Regions from separate parts of the Sus scrofa genome. Here region 2 is linked to region 1. A link is a contact called in public Hi-C data. All regions are on one chromosome and are shown on one strand. The core of a region is the stretch at or near the end of the contact, and the rest is flanking DNA. Distances in the headings are between cores, read along the strand shown. Region 1 has its middle 19 kb from the start of RPS17. Region 2 has its middle 17 kb from the start of PDE8A.

The links. Hi-C and Micro-C count contacts between places; a contact is called where the count stands out from the background.
Region 2: a contact with region 1 is called in a Hi-C map of retroperitoneal adipose tissue, with 1.6 times the contacts expected there. The contact joins two enhancer-like sites. A contact is called at or near these places in 10 of 47 Hi-C or Micro-C datasets (blood, embryonic fibroblasts, fetal heart ventricle and 5 more).

What each region holds. Positions count from the first base shown.
Region 1 is chr7:52,403,532-52,406,202 of Sscrofa11.1, forward strand. No RefSeq gene overlaps it. Among named protein-coding and RNA genes, the nearest start is that of RPS17, 19 kb to the left of the region's middle. Within about 2 kb of position 1,355, at least 7 of the 83 cell types and tissues checked have an H3K27ac peak or open chromatin away from gene starts, as enhancers often do. A contact at or near this core is called in retroperitoneal adipose tissue, where this site is marked.
Region 2 is chr7:52,573,905-52,576,575 of Sscrofa11.1, forward strand. No RefSeq gene overlaps it. Among named protein-coding and RNA genes, the nearest start is that of PDE8A, 17 kb to the left of the region's middle. Within about 2 kb of position 1,352, at least 15 of the 83 cell types and tissues checked have an H3K27ac peak or open chromatin away from gene starts, as enhancers often do. A contact at or near this core is called in retroperitoneal adipose tissue, where this site is marked.

The sequences.
Region 1 (2,671 bases), core at 105-2,604:
TGCAGGCAGTGGCCTTAAACCAGGTCTGTAGGCAAATCACTAGGTACTTTGTGACAATTTGAGCTGAAACTAATGCATTATGTGAGACTAATCTCTCTTGTCTGGAAGAACACTCATTTTTAATATCTGAAAATCCTCGATAAATTCTTAAACCATTATTACTCATTTTAGGAACACTGCACAGTCCACCCTCTGTGTGTAATTTGCATTCGACTCTCCTTTCTGACTTAGTGACCAGAACCATCCGGCTAAGCCACCCTGACCCTCCCCTTGCCGCCTCCTGCATTGTTCTCCATCTGCAGGGTTGTTTTTGGCCCCTAAGTTAATGCTATTGCTTCCTGACCGTTGAGCGTGTTTCCTCCTTTTCTAAATTAAATAGGACTTATTCCGTGAGATGAAAATGGGACCTTTTAGCTGGGGTTTGTGGCATTGGTGAAACAGAGGTGAGAGAAAATGGGAAGGGTGACTTGTGAAAACACCCCATGTCAGGGCCCTTCATTTTGCAAAGAGCATCTGTGAAGCCACTGTGCTCGGCCCGCAGAGGGCAGAGCAATGAAAGGCAGGTTCTGGGCGGCAGGCCTGTGGGTCCCAGGCGGCAGGGGTCTGGCCCAAGCTGCGAATGCTCCCCAGCAGCTGCCCCAGAGTGACAGGCGAGGGGCTGTGGGCTTTGTCTTGCGCACAGGCCTCGGGGAAGAATCAAGGGTGTTCCTCTTTTTTTTTCCTGTCTTTTTAAGGCCACTCTCACAGCCTGTGGAAGTTCCCAGGCTAGGGATTGAATTAGAGCTACAGCCACCAGCCTACAGTAAGGTGGGATCTGAGCCACATCTGTGACCTACACCACAGTTCACAGCAATGCCGGATCCTTAACTCACTGAGTGAGGCCAGGGATCGAACCCACGTCCTCATGGATACTAGTCAGGTTCATTACCACCGAGCCTCAATGGGAACTCCAACGTTCTCTTAGCTCTGATGCAGGGCCATGTCAGTGGAGTGAAAGGGCCTGTAACTACACAGTGATGGTTCTTAACTTTCTGAAATTTCCTCTTTTTATAGCAGGATGAGACAAATTGTTTAAAGTTTATTCAGCTTCTTCCTGAGCTTATTGTGAGCTGATGGATTTTAATAATTCCTTCCCCCATTGTTTCTGATCCCAGTCCTTAGGGAAAAGGTTTCCTTGTGACTCAGAAGCCAGTTCTTCCACATCCAGTTATTTCTTTGAAGAAAATGGGGGAGCGAAACTGCTTCCTGCTTTTCTTTGACCTTTCTCTCCCCTTTGTGGAAAGGTCCAGCTCGAACAAGGGGGCCGGGCAGAGCTGTGTCTCCTCCCAGGTTGGTATCTTTCGCCTCACAGTGTGGCTCCTTCTGTTCCGGGGACTCACTGGCAGTGCCCACTTGTCGCTGTCCTTTCCAGCTGGGAGGCCAGAGTCCTCAGAGCTTGCTCAGGCAGGAGGTGAAAAACGTGGGACACAGTCATCGCTGGGCTCTTCCAGCCAAGGGAGCCCCTGGGGGCCCCTGCCTTGTCTGGGGCTGCCTGTGGACCTCAGTGGCAGGGGTCATAGCTGGGCCACTCACCTGTCCCCTCCCCGCCTCACCCTCGACTACTTCAAGGCTTGTGTCATGTCCATGGAGCTAAACATGGCACAGGCTTCATCCCGGATCCCTGCTCACCTCCAGCTGGGCCCCCCCGCATGTCCAGGTCTGGACTGGCCGCCTCCCCTTGCGAGTCCGCCCCAGGCCCGCATTTCCTACTTATGGGACACACACCACCTTCTCAGTCCTTCAGATTTCAAACCTTAGGACCTTCTAACTGCAGAAGTAATCAGATATGTTAATGACGTTTGAGAAAACCCAGAAAAGCACAGGGCAGGCAGTGAACCCCCTGTAACCCCAACCTACAGAGGGAACGCCTGTGGACAGCCACGCCCCTGCGTTTCCTTTCAGTCTTTTTCTTCTAATCACAGGCTTCATCTCCCTTCCGTCCACAAAGGGCCTCCCCACATTACTGTTCTTTAGTGGGTTTTCACTTAGTAACACAGCCTCGAAGTTGTCCCAGTTCACTGAATGCTTTTTGTCTTTCTTTTTTTTTTTTTTTTTTTTCTTTCTTGGCTTTTTAGAGCTGCACCCGAGGCATATGGAAGTTCCCAGGCTAGGGTTTGAATCAGAGCTGCAACTGCTGGCCTACACCACAGCCACAGCAACACCGGATCCTTAATTCTCTGAGCGAGGCCAGGGATCGAACCCATGTCCTCATGGATACTCATTGGGTTCATTAACCACTGAGCCACAGCTCCCACTGAATGCTTTTCTAAATCATTATTTTTAGTGGCTGCAAAGAATTCCTGTTTGGACTCATCCCAAAGTTGTCTTCTTGACAGTCACCTGGAGCTGGGCACTTCGGTTGTTTCCAGTTTCTCAAACCGATATGCAGCTGTGATGAGCACCCCTGAGGCTTGTGTCGTCCCCAGCTTGACTGTCCCTTGCGTTAGTGCTCTGATCCAACTACACATCCCTCTTGGTCGCCTCCCGGGCCTGGGCCAGGGCAGGTGGTCTCTTAAACATGGGTGGGGGAGATTTTAAGTAAACTCTGGATTTTATGTCATGCCTTTTCCACCATGAGATGATAAAGATCTTTTCTTCATGGTTTTTTCCTAATTTTTAAATTTTCACATCT
Region 2 (2,671 bases), core at 102-2,601, 170 kb after region 1:
TAGTAGCCATGAGGACATGGGTTCAATCCCTGGCCTTGCTCAGTGGGTTAAGGATCCGGTGTTGCCATGAACTGTGGTGTAGGTTGCAGACATGGCTTGGATCCTGTGTGGCTGTGGTATAGGCCAGCAGCTGTAGCTCCAATTGGCCCCTTAGCCTGGGAACCTCCATGTGTTGTGGGCATGGCCTAAAACAAACAAAAAAAGAAACCCCCTATTCTAGGCCACTTGCCCTTGGTCTCTTGTTCCCCAGTTCTTCCTCCACTATGGGGCTCAGCTAAGTACCTTCCAAACCCTCCACCTCCTGGTAGGGCCAGAGGGAATCCTTACTCTCTGGTTCACTAAACCTGTGCCTGCACATAACCCTGCCTGTGCCATCACTCCCCAGCTGACAAGGCACCCTCAGCCTTATCCACAAACACAGACAGTTCCTGGGTGTCACAGGTGCACCTGCAGGCAGTACTTCCAGGAACAGCGATGCTTTGTTAGAAACAAGGCCACCTAGGGCATGATGCAACACCCCCTGGGGGGGGGTTCCCCTCCAAAGTGGCCCCAGGAGAGGCCCCGGCAGAGGCTAGTCCCTACAGGGCTGCTGCCGGAGACACCCACACTGTCTGGGGCCAGGTCTCTCCTGGGGATTTAGGCTTATGCAATTTTTCCTCGAGTTTCATTTCCTTTTTCTTTTTGCTCTCTATGTTCATTATTATGTCTGTGTCTAAATGAATATTGTGCAGCTCCTATGTCAGTGAACAAGAAGTAGCTAGGGAGTTCCCACTGTGGCTCAGTGGAAAAGAACCCAACTCGAACCCATGAGGATGAGGGTTTGATCCTTGGCCTTGCTCAGTGGGTTAAGGATCTGGCGTTGTCTTGAGCCACAATGTAGGTCGCAGATTTGGCTCGGATCCCATGTTGCTGTGGCTGTGGTGCAGGCCAGCAGCTATAGCTCCGATGTGACCCCTACCTGGGAACTTTCATATGCCGCGAGTACAGCCCTAAAAAGCAAAAAAAAAAAAAAAAAAAAAAAAAAGAGAGAGAAGTAGTTAATAGTCCCCTCCCAGAAGGGGGAGGATCAGAGCAGGACAGTGGGTTAGGCTGTCACCATTCATTTGAGAACCAGTGACTTTGAAACTGCTTTTAGGAAGGGGAACCATTTTGTCATAGGAAATGAGAACAGGAAGCACTGAAGCCTTTGGTGAGATGGGAGCAGAAAATTCAGCTTAACGTCAGCCCCTCCCTGCCAGGAACATCCCCCCGCCCCGCCGTCCCCTGCCTCCAGCTCTGTGGAGAACAGCGAGCAGTTTCAGGCCGGCCCCCTCCCCCACTTCAGGAAGCCTAACAAACCAGCATCTGTCAGGGCTTTAGTCCTATTTCTGTACCTTTAGGATTAGCTGCAGGAGGTGCCGCTGTGTGTGCCAGAAGACCTTAAATAACAGAAGCGTAAACAACCTAGATGTCTCTTTTTCTTGCAGGTAAACAAAGCCCAGAGGGAGTAATCAGAGATGCAGGCTCAGATGATCCAGGCACTGGACCATCTGAGCGGCCTGAACTCACTGTAAGCACCACTCCAGCAGCGTAGCCTTGCGCCACCCCCAGCCCCAGGTTCCACCGCGTGGTTCCAAGCCTGCTTCTCTCACATCTGCATTCTAGCTGGAAGGAAGGAGGGAGGGAGGGGGAATGTGAGGTGACCAACTCTGCTGGCTGGCCCAGGACAGAGGATCACCCGAGATGAGGAGCTTTCTCTGCTAAAGTCAGGAGAGCCTCAGGCAAACAGGGACATGCTGATCACCTAGATGAAGGGTCTGGACCCTCCCTTAAGGACACTTTTTGGAAGTCATATATGTTTCTTTTATCTCATTGGCCAAAACTTAGTCACATGGCCCCATTTAGCTGCAAGGAGGCTGGGAAGTGTTGGTTTATTCTGGGGGCCGTATGTTCAATTAAACACTTCATGTAAGAAAAGAAGAAGGGAGTTCCTGTCGTGGCTGAGTGGTTAATGAGTCCGACTAGGAACCATGAGGTTGCAGGTTGGATCCCTGGCCTTGCTCAGTGGGTTAAGGATCCAGCGTTGCTGTGAGCTGTGGTGCAGGTCGCAGATGCAGCTCGGATCCTGCATTGCTGTGGCTGTGGTGTAGGCTGGCAGCAACAGCTCCAATTAGATCCCTAGCCTTGGAACCCCTATATGCCGCGGGAGTAGCCCTAGAAAAGGCAAAAAGACCAAAAAAAAAAAAAAAAAAAAAAAAAAAAAAAAAAAAAAAGGAAAGAAAGAAAAAGAAAAAGAAAAGTGGGAGGAATAGCCATTGGAGTCAACGCTCGCGGTCCCTACTGGCTTCCCTCCCTCATCCCAGCCACTCCCACCCTCTGAGCATGTCCTGCTGCCGCAGCATCTCACACAGATATGGGCTTTTTGCTTGGCTGTGACCTTTATTTTCCTGCTTGGCTGCAGTTAAAATTTCCCTTCAGCAATGTGGCTTCCACCTGTCCTGGGTATCCCCACACCAGCCAGTCCCAAATCCAGACAGCAGACAGGACTGCTGGAGACAGCGCTTCCTAAACTGCCTCAACCAGACTGCCATGCAGGCTGGGCGCTGGGCTTCCTTGTTATCATGATTTTGCTTTTCAGGGCCTCACTCGAGCCATATGGAGGTTTCCAGGCTAGGGGTCGAATCAGATCTGT